Regions from separate parts of the Mus musculus genome. Here region 2 is linked to region 1. The links are chromatin contacts, called in public Hi-C maps. All regions are on one chromosome and are shown on one strand. The core of a region is the stretch at or near the end of the contact, and the rest is flanking DNA. Distances in the headings are between cores, read along the strand shown.

Region 1 (7,196 bases), core at 1,404-3,903:
CCCATTTTCCTGTCCCACAAGCATTCACCTTAAACAGTCCTAGAGCTAAACTCATTATCTTGGTCATCCAACTCATGATCCTATCCCTTCCTGTAGAAGAGTGTCTGTCACTCAAAAACCAAGTGCAACCGTTATCTTTGCTGTTCTCCTGCTGGTAATCGTAACTGGTAAGTAATGATGACGTCATTTCACTTCCCTTCATTGTCTTTATTTGCACTTATTTTGTGTGTGTCTGTGCATGCACCTATATACGTATGCAATCCACACCACATGTGTGGAGGGCAGAGGACAACTTGCAGGAGTCAGTTCTCTCTTACCTTATGGGTACTGGGGATTGAATTTAGAATATCTGCTTTGGAGGAAAATACCTTGACCTACTGAACCTCTGCCCTCGTTTTCTTTTTTGTGTGTTTTTACCTTTCCAGATCATCAAAACGAACATAAAGTAGCATTGGAATCTCATGGGAATTCCATCATCTGGCTGAGTGTCTCATAGGCAAGCAGATGCTAACAGACATTTTCTGACCCAGGCTCCCATTGATGTTTACAGTAGTGTTCCTACTAGACCTTATTTAAATATTTAGACACTTTTATTGAGTAAATGAAAAAAAAAGATAGCAAATCATAAGCATGCAAATGCAGTGAGCGACATGAATATGAGCAGTGAATGTCATATTCACATTTTTAAGAGAAATGTAATCTTCAACCAAACACCAGTTGTTAAGTCTCATTGTTACTAATAGTGGTGATGTACTGCTTTGTGAGGCTAGAGAGGTGGCTCAGGAGGATCAAAGCACTTGCCTTGTGACCTTCTGACCTGTTTGGTCTCCAAAGCCTACAAATCTCAAGACTGTCCTTGGGCTTCCACATCCTTGCCATGGCATGCACATTTCCACACTCACATATTAGACATCAATAATGATTTTTTTAATGTTTTGTAATTTTTCCAGTCATTTAGTCTATAAGTTTATTATTTTACGATTCTACGAGACCTTCTGCGTGAGAATATGAATGGTTTTACCTATATATTTATTTGAGTATAGGCTATTGTTTGTTCTTGATTTTGAAATGGGGTTTGACCAGACCGGAGCTCGTTATGTAGACAAGGCTAGCCTGGATCTTGTGGCAATCCTCCTGCTTCTGCCTCCCAAGTGTAGGGAATACAAACATGCACCACTACACCTGGCTTATTTTGTAATAATTTAATTCAATACCAAGCATCTACAAATATTCTCTTTCAGTGATCTATCAGCTCGTGCACTTGACATATCAGCCCTTGAAAACGGGATTCCAGATGGAGACATGCACATAAGTGCCATATGTCCTATCTCAGTGTCTCAGATAGTCAATCCATGCTTAGCACATATTTAGAACTTGGTTGAAGATGCTTATATTTAAATTCACCATGGCTCTGTATTCCTATGCATTCTTCTTACTTTTGCCATCACCTATAGTCAATACTTCTTATTGTGTTTTATTCTTCGTTTCTTGAATTTATTCTAAAATGCTTTCTGGAACAAGAATGGCTATGAATACTTACTTTTAGTAATATAAACAATATGTGCCTGATGGTAGTAAGTAACGTTTTTTAAAGTGATTTAAAGTGAGATTAGAGGTGAAAGTATAAACTCACACACTCTCTAATCATTTTATAGGAATAAACGGAGGTCACAGCTAATACCCAGTTAATCAACATTAACAGCTGACACCACGTATGAGTCCTTTTCCACATAGCGCCCTCTAGCGTCCAAAATGAATCTTACTAACTGCCGTGAATTCATAACTTTTCAACACAATGCTGGTTGTTTTAAAAGTCCATGAAGCGTTGAATCTTGACCAATCAAGGATGACCTATTGTCCTACAAGTCATAATGTTCTCCTTTTCAAGACTAAGGAATACAGACAGAAAAATCTCTGGAAAGATTGGAATACGTTTAACCCATTCTTAGAATTCTAAGATTTATATCGTGTATCTCTAGTGCAGCTTCATCGCAACCCAGAAAATAAACCTCACTGTCTTCCATGACAAATGGTGAGTGAAGCTTATTTATAAACAGCAACAGTTGGGAATACGGATCATTGGTAGTGGAGGGAATTATTGGGGTGGAATGGTGAAGCTCTGTAAAAGCCTCAGCATGAGAATATGAATGGTTTTACTCATATATGTATTTGTGTGTAGGGTATTGTTTGTTCTTGATTTTGAAATGGAAAATGCGCTCTGTTTTAGCTTTTGCATTAAGGTAGAATCTGTAGTCCTCACACGCCTTTAAGAAACCTCAAATGCACATTCTTCAAAGGGCACAGTCCAGCTCTAAGAGGCATCCGGAGACTCCAGGAAGGGATCCAGTCTAGGGAGGGCTCCCTCTTTTGTACCTTTTGCAGAGAACCTGGATACTCAACGCTGGGATTCCTAGATTGTTGCGGAGCCCAGAACACTCGGTCTCGGCGCTTCCGATAGCCTGTCAGTAGGTGGCGTCCTCGCTCCTCAACTGCAGGGTGTTCCCGAGGAATCTCCGCGGCGTGGCAGTCCCATCCCCCACCGGGAACAGCGGACCGCTGCATCCCAGACTTAATCTCAATCTATGCCTCGGCCCACCCCACAAAGTCGGAGGCGGCGAATGGCGTCGTGGAGGGGGCGGGGCTTCGGGAGGTGGGCTGAGGGGGTGGGGCCTGGGAGGAGACAAAGCCGGGAAGAGTTAAACAGCCTTGACCCTGCCGCTGGGCTTCCGAGCGAAGGTTGTGGCAGATGCTGATCTAACTGGGGCCGGCTTATTACAGCTTGTGTGTACGCGCGGGTGTGAGCCGGTGAGTAGCTGGGGCGCCTCCGGCTGCAAGCGGGCGCTCCTTCCCCTCCCTACAGGTGCCCCAAGGCTTAGAGCGGCAGCCGCCGCCCCTTACTATTAAACTATTCCGTTGAAAGCTGGAGTGAGAAAAAAGGAAGAAACCCCAGGTCTTGGCTGTGCAGAGATGAACTCAGTGGCAAGGCCCTGGTGCACTCAGGGACGCTTCCAGAGTTTGGGCGTAGAGAAGGGAAATGGGAGTAGCAGAGTGCTGCTTGCCTATCTGTATAGAAGGGCGCTTCCGAGGTTGGGATCGCTTTGGGAGGCGAGGACGTTGCAAGCAGTGACAAGTGGCAAGGCACCCGCGGAGGAGAATTTAGCTTTGAGGTGGACGCACAGAACTCTTGAGTGTTGGGTGTAAAAGGACTAGGCAGGAAAGCTGGTTGCAGAAAGGGTGTAAGCCAGGAATTTAGGCGTGTACTCCCTTCAAGGTTCAGGGGTGGGACCTGCCTTGTGGTCGGAGAAGAGCTAATGAGAGTGCAAGAGAGGGAGGGGATGAAGGTAGGCGGAGCCTCCAGCTTCAGTCTGTAGTGTTTGCTTAGCCACTTGGGGGCGCCCTGGGGTCTCGATTCCAGATGCAGCCATCTCAGTGGACCTCGTATTTAAAAGGTCCTGGCAGTGCTGAGAGGAGGGGCTGGTGTGGGGATCTGGAAGGAGGAACCGAGTCAGCTTCATTAGCAGAGCTTGCACAACGCCCACATGGATATCTCCTGTCTCAGTGTCACCCGAGGTCGAGCAAACCCGAGACCTGCAAAAAGCCAAAGAGCCGGGCGCTCACTCTAGGACTCACCGTCCTGTGGTGTGAGCGTGTGTGCGCACCAATATTTGTACTCCTGTGACCTTTATTTGGAAGGCTCCTGCCCTTTGCCCCTCTGGATACACTCAAGCACTGTACTTTAAACCAGATAAACTGGGCTGTAAGGCTGATATTAAATACAAATCCTCCTGGCAGGGGTATTTGTATGTTAAGACTTTCTGTTCCGGATCTTGCTTTGTTTTAGGAGATAAATTGAAAGGACACTTGTTTAAGTCATCAAAATTGAGAGGCCTTGTTATAATTGCAAGTCCGTTCACCATCAAGATAAGAATTAGCAATTTTGCCCTCTAATCTGATATCTTTAATGTGACCACATTGTATAGTTAGTTGGGCGTTAGTGCAAGTGTAGGCACTGGGAAAAGAGAGAAGCAGGAATTTTTCGACAATATACTGCAACTACTTCCTTAGAGTCCCCACATGTTTTGCAACTTGAACTTGGCTGGAAAACAAAAAGATCGGCTCAAGATAGAAACTTGAGATTTATGGAAGTAAAATTAAGTATGGCAAAGGGTTCCTATTGCTTAACTAGTCTATTATGTTTGTTTTCTGGAATTGCACAGGCTGTCAGATTGGAAACTGGCTGCCTTCAGACTATGTAAATAAGCTGGTAGCTATTAGGCTTGGATCAAACTTTCCTTTAAAAGTTGGGGTTGGGTGGGATCAGAAAATGTGAGACCCAAGAAGTCAGGGAATCTAGGGGTACCTAAAGCCCATACATGCCATGGAAATCAAATCCAGAAGTGTGATAGTAGTTACAATACAGCTTCACTTCTTTAATTAACAAGTGCTAAAAAAAAAAAAAAAAAACTAAATAGATAAAGGGAAGGAAATCTGACGTTTATCATTCATTGGTGAATTCTGAGATATAAAAAGATTACATCAGAGTATATACACACCAAGAAGGAAATAACAAAGCAAATAAAAAAGTTCAGACATTCCCGGCATTGTGATATTTTATTAGCTGTATTTGCCATCGCAGAAAAATAGCCTAGTCATAACTGTTGTGTAATGCCGTGTAGGAACATGACCGTGAGAGTGCAGTATCAAAACTGAGATAAGTTAGCTGTCTCTCTAAAGTATGGCCATGGTGAAAATGGAATTAATTATGAACTCTGTGATCTACTGCAAGTTAATCTTTAAGTTGTATCTCATGGGTGGTATTGGTTCACCCACACCAGCTTGTTGATTTCTTTTAACTGGCTTCCAGAAACTTCCCTGGTGATGGACTCAGGGTACAAATTCAATACTAGAAATAGGATGCTAGAAATGCAAATCTCAGACATAAAAATGGGATTTGAGAGTTGGGAAATATTCCTGACTTCTTGTGAGGTGCTGAGACCTACTGTCTAATAATCATTTCCCTTTAAAAAAAAATTAAGGATCAAATTAGTTTCAAGACAGCTTTAGGTTGTTATCTAATTGCTTTAAAGTCTTTCTGTTCCTCAGCTATAACATTGATCTATATGCCACTGCATTTCTGGAAAGAAAGTTCCCAATATAGTGTCACTTGTGTGACAGAACAGGGCACTTGTTGCCTAGGGAAATGCAACACACGTAGCCCATACAGGGATCCTATGACAGGACAAAGTAGAGACACCACCAAAATCCAACTTGGTGAACCAATAAGTACTGTTGGGATTACTTTACCCGAATATGGGTAAGGAGCAAAAATGGCTCTGCATCACCTCACCCCAGCATGGGTGAGAACTCACAAAAGCTGGGAACCCGGTGCAGACTACACAGCCTGCTGGCAGCTCAAGGGTTGGAGACTGTCCTTTCCAGGTGGCCGGCCTGGGTCGGGTCTTCTCCAGTCTAAGAGTCTCAACTTTTATTGTTTACTCTGTCAGGGTGGGGCCTATCAACTCTGTTCAGTTTCAGAGACATCCTGAAACTATATTTTTAGTTCTTTACCTGCCTGTTTAAAGAGCTTAGTGTAGGATAGAATGCTTCAATTACAGAGGAAATGGTTACACAACCGTTCCTATAAGGAATAGACACTCTCAGAGGTTCAGGGACCCTTTGCCTCCTGAATACAAGCATGTTATTCTTTAAGCCTTGAAGTTTCTCTTTTTCCAAGCAGTCATCTTTGACCTTTATTGGAATCAGATAAATTAATACTTTTGGTTTGTTTTGAGACAGGGTTTCTAGTGTAGCTCTGGCTGTCCTGGAACTTGCTCTGTAGACCAGGTTGGTCTCAAACTCAGATCCACTTGCCTGGCATGCACCATCACTGCCTGGCAAATACTTTTTAAAGTGATGGCCTTCCTAGAACAATGTAGTGTCCCATCATACAAACAGCAGCTCTTGCCCCTGAAAAGCCAAGGGATAAGCCTGTGTACTAGGAAGGGGCCTTTCTGTCTCCTGATTTCTCTATCTGAGAAATCACTTTAGTAATATTTATTCATCTCTAAGATAACAGATCTGCTCTTGTAATGGTTGAGATAATGATTGCATTATTAAGGGTGTGTTTCAGGGTCACGTTCCCCTACACTTTAGCCAGATGGCCTTGGTAAGGCTCTCAAGAGGTAAAATAATTTCTTACAGAGTCATCTTATAGTCCTGATTCAGAAGCAGCAGGAAAAGAATTGTAGCTGTGTCTTGCACAGAGAAGTTCTCAGTTGTGTTGGTAAATGTAATTGTGATGATCTAAATAACTGTGCTATTATAAATTGTTCTTTTTTAATAGTCACCAATTCATTGATACATTGTTTCTACTTTATAACGTGACAAGGTACAAACCTTTTCTTTCTTTTTTTTTTTTTAAATTAGGGTTATTGAAGTAAAAATGTCCAGAAAAATCCAAGGAGGTTCTGTGGTGGAGATGCAAGGAGATGAAATGACACGAATCATTTGGGAATTGATTAAGGAAAAACTTATTCTTCCCTATGTGGAACTGGATCTGCATAGGTAAATAAATTAATTGTTCTTCTCTGTAGCTAGCAAACTCAGAAACAATTGTTATCTCAAATTGTACCTGGCATTGTTTTTTTTTTTTTTTTTTACATATAAAAATACCTGTGTTTGTGATTAAAGGTTTTAAATTTTTTGTTGTTATCTGGGTTGGGTTTTTGAATTTTCTTTGAGACATAGAGACTTGCCTTGTAGCTAAGATTGACCTTGAACTCACAAAAGTCCTCCTGCCTCAGCTTCTCAAATGCTAGGACAACAGTCATATACCACAATTCTTAGCCAAAGCTTATTTTTTATCTTAAATATATGCAGGTGAATCTGTTTTTTGAATTTGTGTGTGTGTGTGTGTGTGTGTGTGTGTGTGTGTGTGTGTGCGCGCGCGCGCGTGCTCCCGCGCAGGGACATTCCACAGCACACATCCTGCAGCACACATCCCACAGTGGTGATCAGGGCAACCAGCTGATGGAAGTGGATTCTCCCCTTCTACCACGTGGTCGCAATGGATCGAGCTATCAACCTCAGATCATCAGGCTTAGGAGCAAGAATCCTCCTCCATTGAGCCATTGCCCCTCAGCCCTCAGGGAGTCTTCTATTTTAGCCTACTATTAGAAAAAGTGGGCTTGCCATTA
Region 2 (7,196 bases), core at 1,585-4,084, 980 kb before region 1:
TTTATTTTTGATATTATTTGATATTATTAGATGTTACCTTAGAATAAATTTTATTATGTTGAGAAAACTGGAACTAACTCTTAATCAACACTTAACATGTTGTACAGGATGAGTGAATTTTTGTATTATAAGCCCAGCAGTGTTTTTATTACACACTCTGTAGATTTTATCCTTTCAGGGGAATATTTTAGAGTTAAAATTACAGTCCTGATGTTTCTATAGGTTGAAATAATGAGATTGTTGGAGGGTGACTTTCAGCTGTCAAATCCAATGAAATTTGCTTCTTAGGGTAAAGCTGGTCTGTAGAGTGAAAAAGGAAGAATTTGAAATGAATATCTCAGACAAGACTGTAAAAGAGTAGAGAAGAACTACATATAAGAGTTGTTTCAGTTACTAGATTGAACTTATTTTAAGAGGCAATTACTGAACCTTTTCTTGATTGACATGCCATTTAATTCAAGTTTGTGATGTTAAGAATCAAATTCAGAGAGCTGGAGAGGTGGCTCTGCCATTAAGAGTACTACTGGCTAGTCTTTCCAGTGGTTCTGAGCTCAATTCCCAGCAACCACATAGTGGCTCATAATAATGGGACCTGATGCTCTTTTCTGTCATGCACTATGTATGCACACAGAACATGCATATATAAATATAATTTTTTAAACAATAAAATTGAGGTTTAAGCAATCACCTCAGTACCTCAGAGATGGATTTAGGATGTCACCAGATCTCTTTATTCCCCTTTCCAACTTGTCCACTTTGAATACATCTCCCTTTTTTTCCCCTATAAAATAAATAAATAAGGAAATAATCACATAGAGTACTGTCGCTACTATTCAAAAGAATGACCATTGTCGTCTTGCCATCACAATGAATGGCTATTTTTTAATGAAGATCTTTGAGGTGAAAGGACATGAACTTTTCATACTGTACTTGAGCACCAAGTTTATCAATGAACATCCATGTTTGTTTCTAAATGTGGAAACAACCCAGCTGTAGTACTACATCTGCATGAAAATATAAGTAGCCGTGAAATTTACATACCAAGATCAAAGTTTTCAAGCATCAAATCATGGATTAAATTTCATTGACTACTTATCAACTTATGTTTCTTTAAACATATCAGCCTTAATTTAAATGTCTATTTATATCAGTTACATTTGTACTTCTCCCTTTGATGTGCTGTATAGCAATTTCCTGAGAATTGAAGTATTCCATTCTGGAAGGCAGCTCTTTAAGACTTAGGAACTTTTAAATGGAGGCTTTTCAAAAGTAAACAAACAAGTCTCAGGAAGTCCCTGAAGCTTACGAAATGCACTAGGCTTCTCTATTCCCTCCTAAGGTTATGTAATTAGTAAGGATTACTAAAGAGATGCATTTATTCAGTCTGTCTAGCTGCCTATAAGTTTTGCAGACAGTTTCGAGATTCCAGCTTTCATAAATCATTACCATAGCTTTGGGTGAGGAACTGCCTTTAAGTCATCTGAACGATAGTAGTTAATACCCGACCCTTACTTCTATTAAGTAACTCCTAAAAAACATACTGGTATACGAAGTTGGACTGTGATGGTATCACTACATTGGTCTGTCATCTGTGGTGAGTTGTTGTTTATCTATGTCTCCCTAAAAATAGAGTAACACAACAAACATTTAAATTCATATGATTCGCACTGAGAATCACAGGTATTCACGTAATGCTTAATCTCTTCTACATAGGCTTATACAAAGTCATCCTCCACCAAGGACTTAGACACACCGAACAAAGGTCAATTTTTTTGACTCAAGTTGATGTTAATTTTCTGTAGAAGGCAATATCATAAGAAATACTCACGAGTCCAGGTTTGAGAGATTGTTCAATGATTAAGAGCACTAGGTGCTATTCCAGAGGACCCAGGTTCAAATCCCAGTACCTATATGGTACCTTACAACTGCCATGTAATTCTAGTTCCAGAGTATCCAGTGCCCGTTCTGGATTCAGCATGCACATTTGATACAGGTAGACATACAAGCAAAACACCCATATACATAAAGATATACAAAAGAATATTTAAAATTAATCTACAACATTTCAACATTTTTCAAATAATTATTTAGCTGTATAGAACCCAAACACTTCACATTAGTTAATACATAAAATTAATATTTCATTAATTAAAAGTTAAAATAATTATAAACAGTGTCATGTAAGTCCTTTGTTAAAAAAATTAACATAACCCATTCTCTATTTTTATGAGCATATAGTGTAAATTAATGCTTTGTTCAATGCAATGTAAAAAGTAATTTGAGCATTCAAGGCTCTGGGCGCTATGCAATATTGAAAGATAAACCAAATTTCCAGGCAAGCTTCAGAGGAAAATGGATTTCTTTAAACTATGTACTTTCCTCAGATCTTCTCTTAATAGTTGCCTTCATCAAATAAACACAGAATCCAGAAGCCAATTGGCAGTCGACATGTGAAATGCACACAGAATGTTTTAAATGACAAATGGAATATATGAATTCTGTAAGTCTGGTCTTTCAGAGCAATGAGTAAGTTACTCAGAATTTAAAATTATTTTTATTGTGAGTAAGTTAGCATAAGAGTTGTTTTCTGGCTGCTAATGTGTTAACTCCAGCAAAGTCTGTGTGAGGATTTTTTTTCTGTGCCATGTACCAAAAACATATTGTTCTCTAGCATTCTTTCCTTTACACAGATATTTCTTTAACCTTGGCATTCCTAAGTCTAGTTATTTTTTTCAACATTATCAGACATTGGAAAACTAAAAAATGTTCTAGCTTGAATTCTCCTCCCATATGTGGTATAAGAATGTGGTTGTCCTTATATCTCTGCTCAAACCTTTTATGAATATTATTCCTAGCTAGGTCATTATCTGCAGTATGGTTTTAGGTTTCCTTGACAACCACAGGATCTTAGAATTTCTCAGTATCTTTTTTTTCTCCCACTTGTCACATTTTACATTTTTGTTCTTATAATTAATCTTTCAAGTAGCTTCACTTTATCTTTATTTTCATGCTTTCCAAGTTAATTGCCCACATTTTCATATATATTATATATCCCATCTCTTTGATGGTATTAATTCATTTCACTCTCATGGTAAGAAGTGAACTGATCTGAACTACAAATGCGTAGGTTCCTCAAATGTGTTCGTTCTCAAGCCAAATAATTTATAATAAAACTGGAAATTCAGAAACTGAGATTGTTGCAGATGTCAAAATTTATATTATTTTGCTTGTTCTTAGATGTAAATATGAAATTTCAGTACCTGGTATAGCTTATATGCACTTTGCTTTTAAAAGATGTATATTGTTGTTGGTATTAATGTCAAATTGCCACAGATTAAAATCATATGAGTAGAGAGTCAAACCTGAGGAAGTGTCCTGGTTGATGGAGAAAGACCTCTTCCCCCATTGTGGGCTACACTTTCTAATAGCTGCTTAGATTTTAAAATGGTATTTGAGAAAGACCAAAGTATTGCACCTTTTGCCAGAGTTCCCTCCCTTCTCTCCTGCCACTCGGCAGATTCACCCAAGTGCTATTGCTTCCTTCACTTAGAGTAGAACCAGAATTTCTCGAGTTTTCATTGTGGACAAAGGACCCATGGCTCTCTGGAAACCTTCAGGAATTCAGGCAGGTTGGATCCAGTACCTATTCTGTGAACTAACGTTACCCATTGAGAGACCACACCCAGCCTCGAAGACTAAGGCACTACGTGGTTCTTGAAATCTATGGTGTGGTTTAAATTCTCTTGGTTCTGTTCCTCAGGGGAATCCTCACTAAAACAATGTATATTATTAAGTTTTAAAATTATGTGCACATGAGTACAGATGCTCTGAGGCCAAAGATTTCCCTGGAACTGGAATTAGGTGGTTGTCCCCTCGTAATAGCGCCACCGAAGTTTGTTCCCTACAAGAATAGAAAGTACTCAACTGTTTGGCTATTTCTCCAGCCCCTTATGTGTACATCTTGTCATTGAGATGCTGTTTCTATCAAAGTTACACAGTAGAGCATTCAAATAATGAGTTTTAGAATTGGGAAAAAGTCCTGAAATTGAACCTGTGTTATCTTTTTACTAGTCATTGATGTTTTTCATAAATTTACTTATGTTTGAATGTAAAGTCCTTCTTGAAGTGCTTAGAACTGTTTGAAATCATGTAAATAGCTAAGAGGCTTTAACTGAACTAGTTCTCCTAGACATGTTAGAAAAGTTGTTTCCTCTATTTTGAGTACTTTTATCTCACCTTTTTACATTTGATTTCTCAACTTCATTTTATAGCATTTTATAGGAAAAAAAATCAATATTCCATCCTTCTCTCTTTTGACTCAATAAGCCCTAAATTGTTTATTTTTCCCTTTCCCTTTTTGGACTTTAAATGTTTCATTTAGGTAAAGGCAAAGTAGGGGGCTATGAAGTAGGGGCTACGTACAACTTCTGAAATGGGATGTTGACATAAATACTTCATACACAGATTTTTTTTATTAGTTAACCCTTGGTCTTTTTGTTTGTTTTTTTTTTCTTGCACTTAAAATTTTGTATATTTTACCCAACTATACAAGCAAAGGAATCATGTATTACATCTGAAGCTACTCAAAGACCATTTTATTCCCTGCTATCTTTCTGAATGGGAGGAAGAGAAGAAAGGAAGACAGAGAGGGTAGTTGTAGTTTCCTGTCTTGGATGACATTTTCGATGGCAACATGACTTTACTGTTATGCAATGGAGACATCCTAGCAAGGAGAAATGTGTGTCATTCCAAGGGACCAAATATGTTAAATCTCTTTGCTTTTCAGGCTACTGTTCTTTACCCAGCTTCCATCAAACACACATCACACTGATTCCATTTTTGGACAGTTTTCCTCAGAAACAAATGTATTCATTGTGTTTGAAGTCTTAGTCCTCATAAAGATATAGCGTAGTTTGTGGTGTCTTCTTTTTTCTAATTATACATCAATGCGTAGCATGTGTTACATGTATGCACCGAATTCAGGAGGATTAATCATAGCAGCTCTGTTAGAACTGAAACCTTCCATGTTTGTATTCCTTTGATCTTCGTTGGATAATGCCTATCAGTGTTCTCTTAAAAGAGCTGGTGCCAGGGTTAATTATTTCAGACTTCTCTCCCAAGCATGGAATGTTCTGAAATGCCTAACCTTGGACATATGATAGACAACAGCCTTTCACACTCTGGTCACACACACAGTCAACACTACTCATTTTAATTAAAGTTGTGTCAATAAAGAACATGATTTTGTAACTCTGATTTTTGCCCCTAACATCTCAAGTAAGTGTAAACTTACAGTTTCTCACATGTATATCTTTATGTCACTGGGGAACTATTATTTTTATCCCACATTTTTCTTTCCTGAACTAAATATAAATGATTATTCAGACTAACATGAACGACTAGCTCTTCTGTGTCCTCCTAAGAATCTACAAGAAAAGACAGAAGTGAGAAAGATTTTGTGGAAAGAATGGACATTATAGCCCCAGTAATAAAGAAACAAATTAGAACATAGAGACCATATGTATGAGTTGAATAAATAAAAATTAGCATAACATTATAATGAGGCAATATACCATTAAAATATTTAATAACTAGTTGGTATATAGTTGGCACTTTATACAAAAAAACTCTTAGTTCTATTATTGCTATTCTGTGTGTATGCATACACATGTACATACATATATTTATCTACATGTTTTTGTTGTTTATCTTTTTGATTTTGCAGTGCTTGGCATTAAGCCCAGGGCTTGTCTCCCAGTGCTTCATGACTAAACTACACTGTTCTCCCAAACCCAATCCCAGTGTATCTACTAGGACATAAATCTTTGAAAAGCTGAATAATTTAAGAAGAGTGATACAAGCAGTATCACTTTTGATAGCAAAATTTGATCAGCAGGCTTTCTGATTTCAAAACCAAGTATCATGACCTTTATGTTGTTCTCAAATTTTTAATAGGACTTATAATTTATAATGTATATGATAAGACTGAGAAGAGAAAATAAGCTCACAAAAGAAAAGCTGCATAGTGATTTATTTTGCATTAATTGTTTGCATTTTCATGCTCTACATACCATAACACCTAATAAGAGTGTCCACATTGAAATAAACATTTAAAAGAAATATATAAAATATGAATCTAAAATGATATGCACATCTTCTCTAAGTGTGTTCTTTATAGTCACAATGATGCAGAATACTGTTGCAAACAGATAAGCACTATAATACAGTCAGAGGGCTGCATGCCATGAATGTATTTTTCCACTTCATTTGTGTTCGATACTATAAATATTTATCATTCTTATTGGCTATGTCCCCATTTTATGCCAGCCAATTAGACGCCTCTTTGGATGTACATCAAGAACAGTTTCTACTTAGAAACAAAAAATAATCCCCTTTCCAGAGTTGTTTTCTGTCAATAATAACTGGACTCAAAGTCAGTGTTTCCTTCACAAATCTACCATATCTTTCAAAGACATTTTAGAAGTTTAATCCAACCATTTTCAAATGCCTGTTATATTTTTACTAGACATTCTCACATGTATTTGTTTCATTGAGATCTCTTGAACAGAAGAGAATAGAAATTATCTAAAGTATCTATTTCTTTCTTTGGTATTGTTTAATATTTTGATTATGCCAATACCTTCATAGAATTTAAAATCCATAACAGGCTGGATGTGAGTAAGAAGACATAATAATACACAAAAGCAATAAATGTGATTTCTTGTTCTGTCTATTTTGACTACTTATGGTTAGTGTTTCATACCACAAATCAGTTACTTTATAATAAAGTAACTCATGTGGAAGTAACTATGAAAAATGCAGATATGCTATATAAGCTCCAATAGGAATTTGCCTTGTCTTTCATTTAACCTCTCAATGTCTCCATATACATTATGAGCAAATGGACAGTATAGCATCTGCTGCAAGAGGCCATAAATTAACTCAAAGCTTTCTATTTTTCAGTGGGAAATGTGAGAACATTAGAAAAATGTTTTAAAAACCAACTCTCATTTCTTTGGTTATTTAAATATTTCCACAAAGAACCTTGTGTTTTCTATGCATTCAATAATTATATTTCTAATACTGAATACAGTAAGGACAGTGAAAAATAAACTGAACAAGAAGTAAAATATTTTGGTTGCATTTCTTTTTATTGTTTCTTTCTTTGCCTTTGAACTACTTAACTTGAGTTGAAA

The links. Hi-C and Micro-C count contacts between places; a contact is called where the count stands out from the background.
Region 2: a contact with region 1 is called in a Hi-C map of Sertoli cells, with 4 times the contacts expected there. The contact joins the enhancer-like site here to the promoter of Idh1 in region 1. A contact is called at or near these places in 1 of 39 promoter capture datasets (cranial neural crest), 2 of 484 Hi-C or Micro-C datasets (Sertoli cells and embryonic stem cells) and 1 of 115 datasets of contacts at active chromatin or transcription factors (pancreatic cancer cells).

The regions. Positions count from the first base shown.
Region 1 is chr1:65,174,599-65,181,794 of GRCm38.p6, reverse strand. It overlaps Idh1 (isocitrate dehydrogenase 1 (NADP+), soluble), which reads left to right and starts at 2,653. Exons shown (of 9, transcript NM_010497.3): 1 at 2,653-2,805; 2 at 6,427-6,564. The coding sequence starts at 6,443.
Region 2 is chr1:66,156,364-66,163,559 of GRCm38.p6, reverse strand. No RefSeq gene overlaps it. Among named protein-coding and RNA genes, the nearest start is that of Gm51629, 71 kb to the left of the region's middle. Within about 2 kb of position 2,834, at least 6 of the 459 cell types and tissues checked have an H3K27ac peak or open chromatin away from gene starts, as enhancers often do. A contact at or near this core is called in Sertoli cells, where this site is marked.